2 separate regions of the Mus musculus genome follow, and region 1 is linked to region 2. Evidence: chromatin contacts called from public Hi-C data. All regions are on one chromosome and are shown on one strand. The core of a region is the stretch at or near the end of the contact, and the rest is flanking DNA. Distances in the headings are between cores, read along the strand shown.

Region 1 (5,782 bases), core at 1,531-4,030, 160 kb before region 2:
ACAGGAACATGTATGCAACCCAGTGCCCTGCCAATAGTACCCTCTAGCTTGGGAGGGCCTTTGGCGCCTTCTGAGGCCACTGAAGCTTAGACATTGAAGGGGAAGAATGAAGTCTGACGTGTGCCACATTCTACACAATGCGGCCCTTGGAGTGCTGTCTCAATCCTGTGTCCAGCCACCACAACACACTTCAACAACATCAGAAGCCTGGTGACTGGAAGCTGCACACTTAGAAAACCAGGACCATTTAATCTCAAGCCTTGGGTATGGTTGCATGGCCAGTTCCATATTGACCTCATCTTCCTGCCTCCCATGGGGTGAATGGTGATCTGCATGTCTGCCCTTCATCTTTCCACTCCATCTTTTGAGGTCACCAAGACAGATGTGATATATCCATAGGACACAATTGTTCCTTAGAAGGGTGCTCTACACATTTTAGGGGCTCAAGACAATGATGAGTGACACTCCCTCTCCTCCCATAGTCTTTTCAAACTGAGAACAAGGACAGGAAATTGATATGAAGGATTCAGGTACCCGGCCTCTCTTTCTTCCTTCTCCACTAGACTCTAAACTTTGGGAGCCAAAGTCAGATGCAGGCTGAGACATGGAAGATGGAAATCTTTAAAAAATGTGTTCATGTGCCTGGCCCACTATAATTCCCAGCATGAACTGAGGAGTGGCATCAGATCTGACCACACATAATATCCATGGGAGCGTGTCACAGCCTTCAGCAAACAGTTCTGACAGTACACAGTGTGAGGGTAGGCGGTGTCCCAGTGGAATGCCACCCCTGTACTTACTGTGCAGCATGTGACCCGATCGCTGCCTTGGGAATGGGGTCAGTTTCCTCATGAATGGCGTACCTAACTCTGGGCCTCTGAACCAACTCTTGGTGCTGTTAGTGTGTGTTGCCTTTGAGATAGCACATAGTGGGAAACCATGTGTGTGCTTCAAGCTGAGCTAGTTTTAGGCCAGAAGTTGGCAAGGATGGGCCAACATCAGCACCTGAACTAATGAAGCCTAAACAAGAGAACCATGTCTCTGCTCGCAACCACAGAGCACCCACCCTCCATCCCTGAGCCATGTTCTTGTTGCTTAGGGGGCTGGGGGCAGGTGTGGAAGGGTGTTACTGAGACTATTTCTGCTTGTTATGATCTCAAAGGCAAGGCGACATACCAGGCAGCAAGGATCACATTACAGGACTCTGTGGACACACCGGGCGAGTGTCAGCAACCGCTATTGCATCTGGGAGTCCAGCAACTGCTGTGGCAGGGCAACACAGTGCCCAGCCTGTGCTCATCTTGCTAAGCTGTGTGTTCATTCAGAGTCAGAGGAGCAGAGAAAAGAGACAGCTTTGTTCCAAGCTACTAGTGAAACTACCAACCTAAAGGGGGCAGAGGCAGCCTTTCCTAGTCTGCACAAGCTTTCCTGCAGACCAAGTTTGCAGTTTTGGTCAGTAAAGAGCTGGTATATAACAGAAGCTCGCAAAGTAAATTCATTGGGAAGTGAATTCTATAAATGACACCCTTGTTTGCATTGGCTTTGAGTGCAAAAAGGTTAAAAAAAAAATAGGTGCTTCCTAGCTCTCACGTTAGAGGTCCTTTAGGAGCCTCACTGGTTTTCCCCCTAGCTCACATTTTAGGGGGTCCCTTAGGAGCCCTTCCTGGTTTCTTACTAGAGCTTACCAATCACTTCAGCACTTTTGGCCTTCTTCCCCATCCCACTGCTCAGACTGGGAGAGAAGGCGAATCCAGACAGAGCAGGGGTGGGAGAGGGTTGGGCATCTGGGCTCTTGAAGACAGCATGTGGTTCCCTTACCCACTGTGTTTACCAAGCAGATGAGTCAGTATTCAAATCAGCATTCCCTTCCATGTAGGTACACATGGGTGTCCCACCTTGAACCAAGCCGCTGAAGACAATCAGTCCCACGCAGCAAGGAGGGTGTTGGCCCCCTGCCCCCATCTAAATCTGGTAGACACCATGTGTGTCAGAGCCACCAGACCAATGAACAAACACAGACATACAGAAAAAAAAAACCTGTAAAAACAAAGGGGAGTAAGCTCCCCACCCTTTATGCACTTCACAGAGCATGCTCTGTAGTGCCAACTATGGGGAGAAGGAGAGACCTATTTCCTAGTCAGCTCCTTGGTACCTACTTTAGGGACCAGAGTCCTTGTTAGAACTCAGAGCACTTCCAGTTTAAAGGTCAACACATATTCTGTAAAGAGTCAGACATTAGATATTTTCAGCTTGTAGGTCAAATCTCTGTCACAATAACTCGTATCTGCTCTGAACTGATCATGGCTGTAGACAAGATGTAAATGGACAGGGGTAGCTATGTTCTAATAAAACTTTATTCATAAAAACAGGCGCTGGTAGTGCAGATCTCTGACTGTTCACTGATCCCTTATCTAGTCTGCACCTTCTCTGTGTAGAGGTGAATTCCCTCAGGGAATTATGCTGCTGTCCAAGACTGAATTTGCAAGGCTTCATGGTGGGAACAGAGCAGGCCCAAGAGCCAACAAAGTTGAAGGAAAGATGGCTACTTGGATAATTGGAGATTTTAAATAAGACTTTCACCCTACAAGAAGGGACTAACAATTGAATGGAAAATCACAGGTTAAACATCTCTGTTTGGGTCCAATCTGTCTAAGATGGGATACACAACTCATCTCGCACTGATGGAAGAAGGGGTTGTGGCTTTCCTAGTGTATGCTGCTCGTGGTCACTAATCAGCGAGACTCAGACACAGTCTAAGAGTGCCTCAGGAGAAGGGCTGTGGAAAGAAGCCAAAAGGAACTGGAAAGCCACTGCACTTGTCTGTGGACAATAGGAGAAGAAAGCAGCAAATTCGTTTTTTCCAGTCAGCAGTTTGTCTAATTGCACAGAAATGGTCAGGGAGGACAAGCCCTCTTGTCCGGCTGAGAACAGGTTGTTTTGGCTGTCAAGCATTTTCAAAACAAGTTTTCTTGGTCTCCTGACAGGCTGAGGCAAGAACAAGAAAATGAAGAAAGGAAGATCCCATGATCAAGCTTGCGGTTCACGTGGGCCGTCTCTGCCTGAACAGTCAAGTGTGCTTTCAGAACGTCCAGATAAAACTGGTCTTAGGGCTAATATCACCTTGCCAGTGACACTATTTAATGAAGTGATTCGTCTAAGAACTCTCTGGCAGCTGGATAATCAGTCTGGGAGGAATAAGAGGTCAAAGTCACTCTCAGGCACAAGGGTACTCGATTCTGCCCAAACCTAAACCTGCTTTGCTTTAATTCTCACCTCAGGTTACACAGAATCTTCCTGAAGCTGATGTTTAAAACTATCTTCTTTAAGGTGGATTTTTCCATTGCAACCACAGAACACTTGGTCAGGGTGGGGCAGAGAATGTAGCAAGGAAGTGTGCACCAGGCAGGCTAGGATCAGCCTGGTCTCAGGGAATCCACCATTCCCAGCAGCATGGTCTGTTAGGGCTTAGCCACTGCCTTCAAGAGAGGGATCCAAATACATAGCCTAGCGTGGTGTCTCAAAGGAGGGAGCACCGGCCCTAGGGAGGGCTTATCCTGCAATCCACAGAAACTATTCAGAAACAAGAGTGCCTGGAACTCTCAGATCCCCTGAATAATCACTAAGGGCCCAAAGCAGAAGACAGAAGAGATTCGGAACTGGGGCAGAGCGCCTCCTCCTGAACTGCCTTCTCTAGTCTCAGATTCTTGGTGCAGTGACCAGCCAGTCCATTAGCATCCCACATGGGGGATGAGGGTTGCTCTCTCAAATTCAGGAGGAACCCTGTAGAGGAGGCACTCATTGACTCTGAGGCTGGCTCTTCTTCAGTGAGATAAGTTACTAGGCCTCTGAGGCCTCTTCTACCAACTGTCTGCGAGAATGTTCTGAAAAGAAAAATCCTCCATGGAACTTTGAAGCCTGAGGCAGGCAGGTCTGAGCTGTGTTGTGTTTAGGGACACTGAGAGCTGGGAGGGATGTGCAGATCAGCATGTGACATTCCTCCTGCCTCTCCCACTCCCACTCCCACACAGTGGGGACTATCTGCACTGCTGGCTCTGCCCGAGGTCCTCTAGATAGAGCTTTTATTACCTGAGAGACAAGGAGAGTCGATCCTACTTTTAGATATGCAGGTTGCTCTAGCTAAGGACCTGGTTTGGATTGTCCTTCAGCACAGGAAGCCCTACTATGTTCAAGCTTTAGATAAACAGCATTTGACATTTTAGTGTCAATATGTCTTGCAAGGGGGATACTTTTATGAACTTATTTGTTACTTAGCAAAACTTTACTGTTTTTGCAGTAAGTGGCACTGTATCTAGCAACTCTATTTTCATGTGTGTGTATGTACATGTGAGTACACGTGTACATAGTGTGTGTATGTCCATGTGTGTACATAGTGTGTGCATGTACATGTGAGTGTGTACATATATGGATGTTCATGTGTATGGGTATGGTATATGAAGGGACTAGAATACAACCTTGGGTGTCATTCCTTAGGTGATGTACCCCTCTCCCCCCCCCCCCCACTTTGAGAAGGGGTTTCTCAATGGCCTGGAACTTATCAAGGAGATAGGTTGGCCAGCCAGCACATCACAGGGATCTACCTATTTCTGCCTCTCCTGTGCTACAAGCGTGTGCCACTCCATCTGGCTTTTTAGATGTGGGTTCTGAGGAACAAACTCATACAACCTGTAAAGCAGGCACTTTTCCAACTGGCAATCTTCAGTTCTATATACATGGCATTCTAACACCAGAGAACCAGAATAGGTTTGGAAAGCTCCAGGCTGGCAAGGTAAGGGTTAATGGGTCCAAGCCAATGGTTCCTTTACTGGGTCCTTGATGAAGAGCTTGACAAGAAGACATGATGCTCTCACCAACTTCATCGCCATTTCCAAGGCCATGAATGCTCTACTAGGATCTACTTGCCCACATTAAGGTGGACCTATATCAACCCATAAGTTTGTTAGGAAAACCCTACTGCATTCAGAAAAAAGATCAAGTGTCTCAGTGTGGCAGCAGCCACCACTAAACAACACTATGCCAGGCATTACAATAATGCCTGGGAGCTGGGGTTCTTTGAAATAGGGGTTCTGAGTTTCAACATTCTGAGAATAGCACCTCTCTCTCTCTCTCTCTCTCTCTCTCTCCCTCTCTCTCTCTGTATGTGTGTGTGTGTGTTAAATGTTAGGGTCTCCAGGGCTCTGCACATGTTTTGTATATAATTTCTTGCACATGTTTCCTATATATTTGCTGAATGGATTTGCCAACCCATAACATACAGTTATGTCCTGTTTCTCTCTGTTGGGCACCTGGCACTGCCTTTCATGGGACACAAAGAAATGAATTATTATTTTCCCCTCAGAGGTGACTTTGGATAAGGTTTACCTAGGCATCTCTTGACCTAACTTCTGCTTTCTTGCCTTCCATTTTCCACTGGGTTGACTAAGTGTCTGTGTGGAAGACAGGAGTCACTGGAATTTTTTCTCCACTTCTCGCTGTGCATCCCATCCTCTGATGATCTGGAGGTTACTGTGAAGGCCACGTTGCTTGAGGCCTGCCTGTCACTGTACCCTTACTCTTTTCTCTCATTCATAAGCCCTAATAATAAATTTAGCTATGCTTATTCATCTTGCTTAAAAGTCCTTGGGTCTTTAGACCCCCAGAAAGTTATTTCTGCTCAAGAATATCCTGGGCTCAACCCAAGGACATGAAGGCCTTCAGCCTCCTGGGTGAGCTGTTGAAGCAGAAGGCCACCCCAAGCCACTCCACATGCAAGCTTCCTCACTCC
Region 2 (5,265 bases), core at 1,102-3,601:
TGTAGACCCTGCAGGAGAGGGGACCAAATGTAATGCTCTGGAACAAGGCCTAGCCTGAGCAAAGGTGCAGATGTGGAAAAAACACAAAGCCTGTTTTTAAAAAAAATGTCAAAACATTTGGCTAAACAGCAGGCTCTGTGTGTGTGTGTGTGTGTGTGTGTGTGTGTGTGTGTGTGTGATGTGCAGATGGGGGTGGAAAGGTGAGCCCAGAGCTATTGAAAACTGCCTGATTACCAGACTGCTAGCTGGACTGCAAGGGAAATGTTTAAGCAAGGACATTATGTTCGTGAAACTTCAGGCAGACAGAGACAGTTCTGTGCCAAACAGAAATAAATTGAAAACTAAAGCTGGGAGTTAGCTAGAAGTCAGACAGGAAGAGAGCAGGAGTCAAGAGTCCACCAAGGGGCATGACAATGATAGGACAAACCAGAAAATGGTAGGAATGACAAGGAATGAAAGGCACTGTACAGAGTGCCTTCTGGCATCAGACATAGACTTTTAGGACATAGGAAGATGCCTGTGAGATGTGTCTCTTGATCACACAAGAGCATCAGAGGAAGAGGAAGTGAAACAGGAAGGAAGACTGCCTTATTCAAGACAACAAGCTTGGTTTGGGACATTTTGCTAAACTTAGAGATTTAAATTGGTGGTGAAAATGGAATACCGGCACAAACGTCCATCAAATGCCTAGAAAGCAGATGTTTTCTAGGCATTTAAGCTAGGGAAAAAGTTAATATTAGAAATAAAGGCCAAGGAGTTATCCACAAAGAAGGTCATGAAAATGATCTGAGGCTAGGAAGAGACTGGCGGGGATGGCTCAGCAGTTAACAGCACTGGCTGCTCCTGCAGAGGACCTGGGTTTGGTTCCCAGCACGTACGTTATGCCTCACAACTATCTGTAACTCCAATTCCAGAAGATCTGACCTCCTCTTCTGGCATCTGAAGATACTGAACACATATGGTGCACAGACATACAATGAGAGAAAAAAACACCCATATGACAAATAAAAATAAACAAAAATCTCAAAAAAAAAAAAAGAAGAAGAAGAAGAAAGAAAATGATCTAGGGAGCTGATGAGACGAGACAGCTCAACTACAGAGGTGCTTGCACACTGGCCTAATGAACTGAGTCTGATCTTCAGACTCTATAAGGTGGCAGAAGACGCCCTACTCCCTAGAGTTGTCCTCTGACTTGCACATGTATGTCGTGGCATGCCCATACCTGCAGTAACACACACATAAACACAGACACAGACACACACGCGCGTGCACAAACACACACACACACACACACACACACACACACACACACACACACCAACAACAACCAAAGTTTAAATGATCAAGTGATAGAAGCATGAGAAGAAAACTTCCACAGTTTAATGAGCTGACAGTGAAACAGGCCCTGTAGGAGCCCAGAGGGTCTAAAAATCCAGGTCACAGGGGAGGGAACACTTTATAGAGAACACACGCCAAGAACACCATTATGAGCATCATACGGTAGAGAACAACGAAGAGCATATATTGTCACTGTGTTGCTTATTTAATTTCTAGAAAAGCCATATGACATCAGAAAAGCTAGGCTTCAAGAGCCTTCCAGTGTTCCCTTTATCAAGCCAGATAGAAATCTCCTCTGAGCTCTTAGAGTATTAATAAGTTTTCCAAGTTATTTCTACAACTCTACAAGCACTAACTTGCATTGACCATGAGCTCAGCACTACAAAAGGCCCTTCCCTGCAGTCTCACTGGAATAGGTACAATTAAAACGGAGATGTGCGCCTTTTTCAGAAGAAGAAAGGGAGTCCCCAAATCACTTGAGCATACTTGTCACCCAATCACTGGGGAATAGAGGGCTTCTAGTGCCAAGTCTCACTGTGCCATTTTCCCTAACCACAAGTTGCAACTTGCACTTGTTTTTATGCCTCTTTCCGTACTGTAAGCAAAGTAGGGCACAGGGTCACATCACATTTGTCTTGACAGCCTCTGGCACACCAGCAAAGGACCCTGCACTTGGTCAGCTCTTGCAGGGTTGCTCCTACTGAAGAATGACTACATGCCTGTGAGCCACACAGGCCTCACTATGGGCAGACATTTATGAGCTGGTAAGCTCAGTGTACTTATTTCCAAGGAGGACTGTAACTTAACAACAAAAAGTTCTAAAAACAAATTCTGTACTTGTGAAAGATGCCACCTGGTCTGCCTCAGGGGCTGAAGTCCTCTTTTATGCACTGAGTGGGAACAGCTCTGGGAGAGACAAAGCTAGTTTTCTTCAAACCACTCCTATACACTGGCTGGAGCCAAGAAAAGGGCCCACACCTTCCCGAGACGAGCACCGTGCTGCCTCGATGCCCATCTCACCTTTCATTTCACTGTGGGAAATGCCCATAGTCTGGAACCGAGGGGAGGTATGGTGCCAGCTCCAATGGTGTAACCTTAGCATTTGCAGCTTTCCTGCCAGGAAAAAGCAAGGCAACTGGTTCAGAAATGATTTTTTCCCTTTTCTAATATGCGACCAAAATTTAGTCTTTTGCATTTCTGACCGCTAGTTACTCTGCCTCCTCGCTGTCCTCACGCTTGGCCTTTTTGCATAACTCACACTGGCTTCATTCTTTCAGGACTGGTTTTGATTCCTTGGGAAACAAATGTATAGTACATGAAGTCTGTTTACTTCACAAATGTCCCTCATGCATGAAGAACACGAAGTTCTTCTCAGAAGTGTTTATTCTGCAAGCTCTACGCATGCACAGTGGGAGACTTGAGGACAGCAGGCATCTCAGCACCGTGAGGGCATGCAAGCCATGTGCGACAGACAGGGCTGTCAAAGGCACCAGGCACACTTCACAACATCATAAAATCACAATGTGCTTGGGAGGTTTTGACCAATGTATCTTACAGATGTTCCTTTTCATTGGAATTGTCTAATTCGGGGACATTTGGTACTCATATCGTTAGAATCTTTAGGGTATAACAAATTGATCCCTTTTCCTTCATGTGATGACAACACCCTAAGTAGTATTTTTCTTTTTCTATTTCTGGGACTAGTTAATATCCTTGCCTACTGCACAGACAAGTTGGGGCAGAGTGATAATAGCCAGACAAGCCTGGAATTTCCCTTTGCCCATGTACTGAGAGGTGGAGAAGCCAGACTTCTTTTGACCATTTTAAAATAATGTGTAGCAGGCTCTTGGTCTCCTGGAGCTTCTGCCTATGTGAGATCCTGCATGGGGCTTGGGACTTCTCAGAGAGAACCACAAGGAGGAACTGAAAAGAACCCTCAGCTAAGGAAACAGCCAGGCAAGGCTAGTTGGGGATGCTTTCCCCATGAATCCACAAAGTGCCCTTCATGTCTGAATCTATAAGCGATGCTCGGCTAGCTGAGAGTTGGCTAGGTAACACAAAATAAAGGTAGAAAATGAAAGCTTAACATAATGTCCACAATACTACTAATCCCCTTCACCCACTTCTGAAAACGTATCCCAGGGCCACACCCTCCTGAAACGGCATTACTCCTCTTCTGTGCTCTGATCTGCGAGGATTGGCTGAGGGTGCAACAGCCCCCTTTAGCCACCAGGGCTATTTTCCAGGACTCTCAGTGGATGCAGAAGCTACAAATACAAAGTGCTGAACTGTAAACACACTGGGTTTTGAGATATGAAGTGTGACACTAACGATAGCCACAACAAAACAGAGCAACAGCAACTTCTTTCATTTATTTATTTATTTATTTATTTATTTATTTTTGTTGTTGTTGTTGGTTTTTCGAGACAGGGTTTCTCTGTGTAGCCCTGGTTATTCTGGAACTCACTTTGTAGACCAGGCTGGCCTCGAACTCAGAAATCCACCTGCCTCTGCCTCCCAAGCGCTGGGATTAAAGGCGTGCGCCACCACGCCCGGCTGCAACAGCAACTTCTATAGTCTGAAGTGCAAAAGAAAACTAGCACAGGGGTTTCCTCCACAATTTCATGAAAGCAAGATTTGTTTATTATAGAACTGAGGCTTCCTCATCTTTTTCTTATTAATTGGAGAACTTGGTTTTGTTTTGCTTTATTTTGAGACAGAGTCTCCCTCCTAAATGGCCTCAGATTTACAGAGATCCTCCTCCTGCCTCTGCCTCTAAAGAGCTGGGATTTAAACACATGTGCCACCATGCCTGGCACTGTGCTCAGCCCTCATGCCCAGCCCACAGTCGAAAACGTTCACCTTTCCACTTTAAGTGAAATCACTTAAAGTAAGGTTTCTTGTTGGCAGGTCTCAACTGCCAGCATCACTACTCTTACACTCTGGGCCACTGCTAAGTAAAATGGGGTTTCCTGAACCACTGCGATAGAATGACAGCCAGTCTGATAATCAGGACATCTACTGATGACTGACTAACTTAGGGAGCACATACAGCCCAGAGAGCTGGCAAACAGGTGATCCCTACCCTAGGCAGGATGGAGAAGGGCCATATAAGACTTTATATGGTGTACAAATTAAAATATGAATTCTTTACTTCTAAGCTTCTGTGTTTAATATTCTGAGACCTCAGTGGATTATGGGTGAATGAGATCCCTAGAATGTGCAAGGGGTTAGGCTAAGGGGTTAGGGAATGACTGCACAGAATCTAGCAAATGTGGAAGCCCGCACACAGCCATGCCTCAATTTCTAAAATCTTTTGAAAAGTTCTGTTTGAAGATACAGTAATGTCTGGTTGCTTACTTTTGTGTTAGAAATATAGTTACATCAGGAGAATTTGTACCAACCAAGAAAAATTTTGAAGCTTTCAGTTAGCCATTGCAAATTAGGGGTTAGAATTACATATGGACTTATAAAACTGTCAAAACCAGGTTTTTGCTGTGCAAGGCACTGTGGGATTGGTATACTTATTCATCACTCTGAAAAGGGTTAGAGAAATGTACATCACACGTAAGTAGATGGTAAGATGAGGACAAACTACTATGACAGGGAGGGTAGACTGTGCCCAGAGGCAGCATGGGTAGGGAGGGCATGTGAACAAAGTGATAGAGCCTGTGCACTCACCAGGAGGGAGAGTACTACACAGGGCACTGTGCACAAAAGGAAGGCTTTCTTCAGCAAAGGCATGGTAGGAAAAGAGTAGTGAACTGAGAATGCTGAGCTGCAAAGACAGACTCAGTGAGGGAAAGAGACAGGGAGGGAAGAACAAGGAGGCACACTGACAACTGGGGTACTGTTTGTTTATTTGTTTCAGACAGAGTTTCTCTGTGTAGCTCAGGCTGTGCTAGAACTTGCTCTATAGACCAGGCT

What was found. Hi-C and Micro-C count contacts between places; a contact is called where the count stands out from the background.
Region 1: a Hi-C map of uterus shows a contact between it and region 2, with 3 times the contacts expected there. The contact joins two enhancer-like sites. A contact is called at or near these places in 1 of 15 datasets of contacts at CTCF or cohesin (the NIH/3T3 cell line), 1 of 484 Hi-C or Micro-C datasets (uterus) and 3 of 9 other capture datasets (adipose tissue, embryonic stem cells and liver).

The regions. Positions count from the first base shown.
Region 1 is chr5:32,067,014-32,072,795 of GRCm38.p6, reverse strand. All of the region lies in intron 11 of Babam2 (BRISC and BRCA1 A complex member 2), which reads right to left. Among named protein-coding and RNA genes, the nearest start is that of Gm40277, 21 kb to the left of the region's middle. Within about 2 kb of position 2,780, at least 43 of the 459 cell types and tissues checked have an H3K27ac peak or open chromatin away from gene starts, as enhancers often do. A contact at or near this core is called in uterus, where this site is marked.
Region 2 is chr5:31,903,462-31,908,726 of GRCm38.p6, reverse strand. All of the region lies in intron 7 of Babam2 (BRISC and BRCA1 A complex member 2), which reads right to left. Among named protein-coding and RNA genes, the nearest start is that of Gm52770, 93 kb to the left of the region's middle. Within about 2 kb of position 2,351, at least 19 of the 459 cell types and tissues checked have an H3K27ac peak or open chromatin away from gene starts, as enhancers often do. A contact at or near this core is called in uterus, where this site is marked.